Linked DNA regions of Mus musculus: all the other regions are linked to region 1. A link is a contact called in public Hi-C and HiChIP or PLAC-seq data. All regions are on one chromosome and are shown on one strand. Each heading gives the region's core, a stretch centred on a gene start, on an enhancer-like site or on the middle of the called end of the contact. The rest is flanking DNA. Distances are from core to core; before and after follow the strand shown.

The links. Hi-C and Micro-C count contacts between places; a contact is called where the count stands out from the background. HiChIP or PLAC-seq counts read pairs in DNA pulled down with a chosen protein or histone mark.
Region 2: a contact with region 1 is called in a Hi-C map of nephron progenitors, with 2.3 times the contacts expected there. The contact joins the enhancer-like site here to the promoter of Lrig3 in region 1. A contact is called at or near these places in 3 of 39 promoter capture datasets (the 3T3-L1 cell line and liver), 1 of 15 datasets of contacts at CTCF or cohesin (the NIH/3T3 cell line), 3 of 484 Hi-C or Micro-C datasets (embryonic stem cells and nephron progenitors), 3 of 115 datasets of contacts at active chromatin or transcription factors (craniofacial prominence and embryonic stem cells) and 1 of 9 other capture datasets (pancreatic islet).
Region 3: an H3K4me3 HiChIP or PLAC-seq map of craniofacial prominence shows a contact between it and region 1, with 2.9 times the contacts expected there. The contact joins the enhancer-like site here to the promoter of Lrig3 in region 1. A contact is called at or near these places in 4 of 39 promoter capture datasets (the 3T3-L1 cell line, hippocampal neurons and liver), 11 of 484 Hi-C or Micro-C datasets (embryonic fibroblasts, embryonic stem cells, nephron progenitors and 2 more) and 6 of 115 datasets of contacts at active chromatin or transcription factors (craniofacial prominence, embryonic forebrain, embryonic limb bud and 2 more).

The regions. Positions count from the first base shown.
Region 1 is chr10:125,964,505-125,967,574 of GRCm38.p6, forward strand. Lrig3 (leucine-rich repeats and immunoglobulin-like domains 3) reads left to right here and starts at 1,715. Exons shown (of 19, transcript NM_177152.5): 1 at 1,715-2,207. The coding sequence starts at 1,972.
Region 2 is chr10:125,895,400-125,898,105 of GRCm38.p6, forward strand. No RefSeq gene overlaps it. Among named protein-coding and RNA genes, the nearest start is that of Gm29944, 42 kb to the right of the region's middle. Within about 2 kb of position 1,407, at least 6 of the 459 cell types and tissues checked have an H3K27ac peak or open chromatin away from gene starts, as enhancers often do. A contact at or near this core is called in nephron progenitors, where this site is marked.
Region 3 is chr10:125,843,647-125,846,660 of GRCm38.p6, forward strand. No RefSeq gene overlaps it. Among named protein-coding and RNA genes, the nearest start is that of Gm29862, 71 kb to the left of the region's middle. Within about 2 kb of position 1,680, at least 38 of the 459 cell types and tissues checked have an H3K27ac peak or open chromatin away from gene starts, as enhancers often do. A contact at or near this core is called in craniofacial prominence, nephron progenitors and uterus, where this site is marked.

The DNA.
Region 1 (3,070 bases), core at 465-2,964:
ATCTCAGGAGCAAGTCAAGACACCCACGCCATGTAACGGCACGGGCATGTGTATACTGACACTGCTCTTGTTTTTAAAAACTTCAGAGTAGCAAACCAGGTTTTCCTTAGGCAGATTAGTCAAGCAAGATGCAAGAGGAACCTGAAAAATCCATTGCCCAATTGTTGTGGATCTTAATGGAAGCCCTGTAATTATAGCTATTTCTTGTCTATCGTTCTAAAATGTGGCAAAGCTACAGGCAGGCAGAAGAAAGGGGAGGGGATATCTCACCTAAACTAGGGTGTGCCAACTTCAGAGTCTTTTATTTCCCCATGAATGGCCGTGCTTACACAGGTGAACGCTACAGTGCAAGTCAATGGTCATGGGGTTAAAGTCTCAATTCCATCAGCTATCTCATCCTGCATCAACTAGCTGATTAAGTAACCCAAGTCACAGACATGCTTGGGCAGATACCATGCAGCCAACAACCTACAGAAACAGAGCCTTAAAATTAGTTTATGTCACCCTACAAAATGTTAGGTATCTCTTTGGGACCTATTTTCCCTGAGGTGTTAGCAGATCAACTCTGAGGTCTCCATTATTTTCAACACCTTGCTACCCAGGTTACAGGCTGAGTACATCCAGACAGACTTCAGGGGTGCCTGGTATTTTGGTTCTACCTCCTCCCTCAATATACCCCACAGACAGATAAGCTTATTTAAGTCTGGTAGACTTTTCAGTCAAGAATGTCATCATTCAAAAGGCAGGTAGACTAAGGTAAGTGTGTGTGTGTGTGTGTGTGTGTGTGTGTGTAAGCATGTGTGTGCATGTGCACGTGTGTTTGTGCGTGCGTTCGTGTGTGCATGCGCACGTGTGCTTTTTCTTTCAAGGTCTTAGCATATATTAGTGTGGTTGCTTTTATTCTTCTTAGCTACTATTGTTTGGAATCTGATTGCCAACTTGGATTTATTAATTTATTATTTAGTTTATTAATTTATTTAGTTATTTATTAATTTATTATCATTCCCTCCAGCTCCATCTATTATAAACCAAGCTCCCATATCCCAAACCATGTCCTTTGTCCATCCATCTAGCCATCCATCCATGTGCACATACGTTTGAGACAGGGTCTCACTGTGTTGTCCTGGCCGGCCCGAAACTCATAGGTCTGCCTGCCTCTTCCATACAGTGCTGGGTTGCCAGGCTATACATATACATCATATACAAATACGCATACATATACATTATATATGTCCAATTTATGGGCATAAAAGACCTCACTGGCACCGATATTAATTTTTTTTATGAAAGCCACTGTTTCATTCGCCAACAATATAATAATCGACACAGTTCTCTCGCTAGGAATTGAAAGGCCTTGGAACACTGCAACTACTTTAACTGTACTCTCTAAAGTTTCCCTTAAGTAACTGCAGCTCAGAGCACCAGCCGGCTCAGTCCTTCGCTGGCTCGCTCCTTCGCTGGCTCGCTCTTGCCCTCCCATTCCATCTGATCTATGGTTCTCAGGACATAGCGGAGACTGCTGGCTGCAGACGCTGGAAAATGTAACTCGGAATTTCCTACAATCTCAGCTCCACTTTCTCCCGGGCGCCGGCTCGGGGCTGGAGCCTTGTTATTGTCACGTGGCCGCGGGTGCCAGGCGGGCCAATGGGCGCGCGCCCGCCTTCTCGCCCCGCCTCGCCGTTCCGCCGCGCCGGGACATCGCGCCCCGCCGCCCGCCGCAGGCGGAAAAGTTTCTCGGCGTGCCATCCCGTTCTCGGACGCCGCTCGGGCTGCCTTCACCGTGGCTGCCGGTCCTCCGCTGCTGGCTCTCCCGCTGTGCAGGGGCATGCGAGGCCTTCAGTGCGGGGACTGAGCCACCAGGAGCACGAGGCGGCGATCGGCGTGTCCAGCCCGGTCTGGGAGTCGGTGCTTTTGGGGGTGCGCGAGGTTGTAGAGCTCCGGGCCGAACCGGAGGCGGCGGGGCGCGCGGCGATGGGTGCTCCCGGACTCCGAGCGGCCACCGCGGCGCTGGGACTGCTGCTGTGCGCGGGGCTGGGGCGCGCGGGCCCGGCGGGAAGCGGAGGCCACGGGGCTCCCGGGCAGCTCTTGGACGACGATGCGCAGCGCCCGTGTCCAGCCGCCTGCCACTGCCTCGGGGACCTGCTGGACTGCAGCCGGCGGCGGCTGGTTCGCCTTCCCGATCCTCTCCCGGCCTGGGTCACACGGCTGTGAGTATCAGTATCATTCCGGTGGGGTGAAGGAGACCGGCCCGCCAGGGGTGCGAGACCAGAAGAGTCCGCCTAGGCCCGGGGCTCAGAGCGCACTATACAGCGCCCAGGCCGCTACCGGAGCCCTGTGGGGGGACTCAGTCTCCCTCTGCATCCGCGCAGGTGGGTTCTTGAGTCGCCACTCCTAGGCCAGCAGACCCGACGCCTGCGATTGGGAGCCAGTCTGCGAGACACTGTATTTTGCAAGTTTTCTTCTGAGTTTATGTAGGAAACTGGCCCAACTGTAGCTTCTCAGGGGTTAGTTAGGGTCCCTAGACGGTCACTGCAGGCGCGCCTTTCTCTTATAACCCCCCTTGCTCAAGCAAAGCCGCACAGACTTTTTCTCTCCGCAGTGCTTAATTTCACATTAGCAGACCATCAGCCTCGCTCCCGGGCCACTTTGAAATGCGTCTGCGTCTTGGTTACTGTGAGAAGTTGGGTGCGAAGACTGATCGGGTAGATTAAGCAAAGGAAGTAGGTTTTCACAACCGAGATCTGGGCAAGTTTAGAGCCTGCGCTGAGTGCTGTTTGGCGGATTTTAGCTGGGAAGCCAGAAACCCCGAAGTCACTGCCAACTGTGTGGATAGAACACGGAAGAAAATATAATTTACTTGGAAATGCGAGTCCTTACAAATGTCAGCTCTCTTTATTCTCTCCCAACCCCTAATTTTGTTAAAATTGGAGGGGGCGTTTAAGCCATAAGCAAAAAAGCAAAAGTTGCACTTAAAAAAAAAAGAAGTTGTCCCGTTTAAAAGAAATCAAATCACTTCATACTTAAAGATTCTGAAATTTAGGCCTAGCAGACATTCTCAGCTCTTAAACAC
Region 2 (2,706 bases), core at 157-2,656, 69 kb before region 1:
GCTGTGCAAGCACGAAGAACTGAGTTTGGACCCTAGGAACCCACAAAATGCTAGGGTTCCTGGTACAGAAACCCTATGTTATAAGGAACAGAGGCTGGTGGATCCCATGAGATGTCTAGCCAACCAAAATAGCAAGCTCAGATTCAGAGAGAGACACTGTCTCAAAACAATAACGTGAAGAGCAATAGAGGAGGGTACCAATGTCAACCTCTGACCTCCAAATGCACATGTGCATGCACAGGCATGCACACACACACATACTCAAACATAGTTACACACACTCACACACTCACTTACACATACTCACACACATTCAAACACACACTCACAAACACTCATATTCGTGTCACCCATACAAACTCAAAAAAAACCAAAAAACAAAAAACAAACAAACAAAAAAAAACCCACAGTTGTCCAATCTACTTTCTGAGGACTAGGAATTAGAGGGCAAATTAGGCAAAATGGCCTCCTTCCCAGTTCCCATCCTGCCAGTTCAGCACCATAGTCTTGCTATGCTGAGGACAGACTAACAGTATTCCCCACATTCTAGCTCCTATTCCCGCCCAGCTCTTACAGTGTTCTCTGTGAAGAAGGAAAGGCAAGTAAGGGCGATTTTCATATGTACGACATCCTTAGTCACATGATTTGAAAACTGATCACACACTTTTTTAAAATTATTATTATAAATGAGAGTTCCATCCGATGTCAGATGTTAAGAAACGCTTAAAGCCAGCAATGACTGAAAACCTCCAGGGCCTTTTTGTACACTTAGGGCCATTCAGTCAGGAGAACAAAGGGAAGGAATCTGTCTCACCTCACCAGGGAAGCATGGAAGCAGAGGGCATCCTGCCTCCTTTTGAGAGGGTAGAATTTCAAAGGCTTAGAAGTTGGTAGGAAGGAGTGGGGTAGGGAAGAGGTGCCAACCGATACCACTGAAGTTAATTGGGAATTTGAGAAGGTGGAGATGAGAAAATGTACTGTTTAGTTATTCACCCATCCATTTAAATTTTGATGACACATTTTATCGCTCTACTCTAAATAGGATTGGCTAATTTGCATAATATGGTGCTGTGAGCATGAGTGAATGAGTAGTTTTCATGCATTGCATGCACACTAACATACATGCGCATGCATGTGTTTGCATGTGGCTATATTTTTGTAGTCAGATGAGATGCACACCCTGAAGCGCAGTATTTGGATACGGTACTGGATTTGAGGTGATATCATCCTCACAAAAATTTCCTTTCAATTTTGACGATTTTAGTTTTGAGGTTCTGTACCTCCATTTGGATTCAGTCTAGAAATCGGTGTGTCTCATTTCCTTAAGAGTAGAGCATAGTTGCGATGCAGTGTGCCTGGAGTTATAAATGGTATCTGTAACACTAATTATCTCAGGGAGGGGATGGTTGCTGTCCATGATGAGGCAACAGCAGCTGCAGTGTGTTTGAAACCAGAGCACAGGGGCTGGAGGGCTGGAGGGGACAGGCGGCATGCTTCATTTGCTTAGAAAACAACTCAGTTGTGCAGCAGTTCTGTTAGAATATGATCTTAACAAGTTAAAGTCAAGTTGAAATCATTTGGAATTCCTCCCCTCCCCAACAAGGAAATGTTCTGCTAACACACTACCGATGTAGATCATGCAGCTGAATCATTGCTAAGCAGATATCAGGGTTATGTGACTTGTATCGAACACTATAACATTTCTGAGGGTTTTACATTTCTAAAAGTCCTCCCCCGTGCAAAGTGATAATGTTTTGTAGCTAAAATGCAAGATCAATTGACTTGAGACAAAAGGATTTCATAAACAAAATGACAATCCTTTTTATTGGGCATATCCCGTGGTGTGACTTGGAGAATTAAATACTGTAAGTCACTTAAGGCTATTTTGAGTCTGTCCTTTGGAATTTAATGAGTTTCTACTTTAGGCTGCATCTGTATCACAGCACTCTCCCTGGTTTATAATAAAGTAAGAATCTCTGTGATTCTAAGGGGATGCATTGAATATCTTTGTCTGTCTGTCTGCAGGTGCTTATTAAGTGCTGCATATACTAGTGATTCAAGGACTGTGCCTAGTGAGAGAGCAATCACTATGTCTTTTATGCTCAGTTTCTTTATAACTACTATATTTCCACAAAGAAAGCCATACATCTTATACAGATATTCTGTCATCATTATGCCTGCATCTATTTACCAAGTGTTACCAAGCTTGTGTCAGGTGTCCTGTTATACTCTACCATCTAAATGGAACACTGGCCACACAGTTCTCATCAGTAGAAAGACCATCACAGACTTGGGGAGACACACATCAAAAATAACAGTTGAGATGCAAATGTGGAATTCGTTATAAAGCATGCAGACCATCCAAGGATCTTCTGGTTGATTTAAGTCTTGAGAGGAAAGTCAGAATGTTTCTTAAAGGGTCAGAGAAAGATGAATGATGACTGAGCTGGCCCTTAAAGAAGTAACGCAACTGTACCCATGGAAAATGCAGGGTGTAAAAATGATGTGGTATTTTAAAGAGTCTATTGCTGCAAAGCTATGCGAAGGTGGAGGAAATAGACAAAGCACCTCTTAAGTAGTGTATATTGAATAGAAAAATACAAATATATTCTTTATTCACCCTTTAAAATGTGGACAGGCTAAACATAACTTTGGAAAACTGAAAGAAAATCTCTTTGTAAAATCACATTTTTCAAATGAATGGAA
Region 3 (3,014 bases), core at 430-2,929, 120 kb before region 1:
TTCATCAGAAGGAGGAGAGGTTGGCACTAGGAAAAGAAGCTCCTATGACCGAGGTAAAGGAAAAGAGCCACCCTAAAAGGGAAGGTCTAGCTCAGTACAGGGAAAACATTACAAGAGACACACAACGCACAAAACCATACACAAGAGGAGCAAAGACAGACGCTCACAGCGACACAGTAGGGCTGGAGAGAGTGTGTTCCTAGGCACAGTAGGGCTGGAGAGAGTGTGTTCCCAGATGGCTACAAAGAAGAGGCCATAAGGATTTAGATCTCCACAAGCCAACAGCAGTTATCCAGACAGGGAAAGATAGGACTTTCCCGGGGACATGGAGAGGAAGTCAACCTGAGACTCTCCCAGCTGATGGTGACTGGACTTCCTGGAGGGCCAGCACCCCCAGTTCCTAGTCTCAGGATTGCCACTCTACAAATCTCAGCAGAAATGCCAGAATTACCCAGTACAATTATTTCATTATCAGTTTCTATCTGGTCCACCATGCATCAACGAGAATTACTTGCGGCTTTCCTAACAGTTCGATTTCTTCTTTCTCTCTCGGAAAAACATTCAATCCGGCTGAGGGTATGGCTCAGTGGTTGAGGATGTACCCCTGCAGGACTGTACCCTGGATTCAGTCGGCAGCAATGGGAAAGCCAACAAAAACAAACGGACAAACAAACCCAGTCAATCTTTTTATTTGGTCAGGTTAAAAAAAAATCAGTATTTCATGCCTCCTGATGAAATTACAACCCTTTACATGATCCTAGTACTTAATCACTGTTAAATATAAACGTAAGTACCGAGGGCTCGGGTTGCACGTGTTTATTCTGAGGTCTCAATCTCTCATGTATTTATTTTCTCAGATTTCCCAGCTTAGGAATTGCAGGAGATAGACTCAGCCGCTCACCGCAAATTTAAGATTTGCCAGAGAACACCGTGGCCCTCTGAGGACTGATAGTTTTCTGGCTGACTGTTTGTGGACCTCGGTGTTAACCTCAGCAGTGCACCACAGGGGTGGGGGGCTCAGCTGCTGCCTGTTGCTTAGTTATTTGGGTGCTGGTCACGGTGGACAGTGGTGGTATGAGTTTGTAAAACTCTGTTCTAAATTATAAAAGCAAACACAAACCCAGTCCTTGGATCAACCTGTCCCTAGATCACATTACTTTTATCTCCATACAGGTTTTTCTCCCCTCCCCTCCCCTCCCCTCCCCTCCCCTCCCCTCCCCTCCCCTCCCCTCCCCTTCCTTTCCCTTCCCTTCCCTCCCCTCTTCTTTGCTTTACCAAACCAGCCTCACATAAGATTACTGATTAAATACTTAAAGTAAGAACAGGGGATCATTAGGTGCTAACAGCAGCTGACAAAAGAGACCTGCCTTAGACAGAGAGGGACACTATGGATAATTTCAACCAGTCTGTTTATTGTTCTGCCTGGTTTATGGTCTTCAGTCTGGGTGTATTAATAACGATCCTTCTGAATCACGGAGCACGTGTCTTGGGAGGATACAAAGCGTCCTCTCATACCTTCCCTTCGTTCGTTTCTGTAGCATCCCCACAAGACAGGAGGGTCAGGTATTCAGACAGGAAACCAAAGCGGCTGCTAAATGACTTTCCCGGGGACATTTGGTGAGCCACAGACAGAGCCATAACAAGAATGTGAGTCCCATGACACGGAGGTCAGGGCGGATGCCATCGGACTGGCGCTTTTCAAAGGATGATCTGTGAAGGCGACCGGCTTATCCAGGGGCTGGGGGCTCTGCAGCTGAGGTCAGCCGCCCCGCCAAGCGGCTTGCATGCACTCACTGTCTGGGAATTGACAGGAACTGTAACGATGCTGGTGTGAGGTCTCCCTTTAAAATGCGTTTAAAACCAGACCTCTCCTTGAACCCTCTTTCTGGGCTCTATTTCACTCCATTCTTCCTATGACCGACAGAACTGAGACCCGCAGGCTACAAAGCTGGCTTCTCTTCAAACTAACCACTTAAATATTGTTTCCAACACACAGTGGCTATAAATTAGTAGACACAGATCTTCTATTAGCAAATGTGTTCTTGAAGATCAGTTACTTATGCCTTCCCTTCAACTCTGACAGAGACTTGGTTCTTGCCCTCCAGTATCATTTTGGCGATACTTTTCCAAACCAGATGACTTCTTAGAAAACATACTAAAGGACTCAAAATTTAGGCAATAAAACAAATCACTTGTTCCAGTAAACAGCACCACTCCCGTGTGTGTACTCCTCAGTTTTAGAATCTAACTGCTTGAGTTCAAACCCAGAGCCCCAGAAAAATAAAAGTCTTAAAAAAAAATCAAGTAAACACACAAAACCCAAAATAAAACAGAGAGAGGTTAGCATGACAGAAAAAGATTCCGTGTTTTCACAGGAAGGTTCAGTCCACTTTGAAGAGGAACGGTAAGCATTTCGATAATTTGCATTGTATTTTTTTTAATCTCCTTTCCCCCTCAACTCTTTAAATCTGCATTCCTATCTCACTCCTAGCTCCAAATCTATTTTCTCATTGCCTGAGTGAAAATTTACATGTAGACCGTTGCTGTGTGTTAAACTCTGTAGGTCCAAATTAACTCCATGCTACTTCAAAGTTTAATGGTCACCTTGTATCCCAGGACTAAAGCACGTTTATCGTGGAACTTCCTGCAACAGACAGACGGACAGACAGACACTCTGTGCTCGCTAACTTCCCATTGGTTGACTCATTCATTAAAGAGTTCATTCAAGAATCCCCTGGCACATCTAAAAGACACCAGAAATAAGCCAGTGAGAAATAGCAGCTGTAGACCAAGTACTACACCCTGGTTCTGATCTTCTCCGAGTGACCACATGCAGTTCACAGGGCCTCTGTTCTGGGATGTTCCTCCTGGCCTTCAGCAGCCATGTGAACTAGGATCCTCTCCACCAGAAGACTCAGTGACCTCCCACAGTGACTTCCCTCTGTAGCCAGAGAGGACAGTGTTAGAGAACAGGGTTTGTACGTGTGACTGGAGAGCCGGGGCTGTCAGCTTGA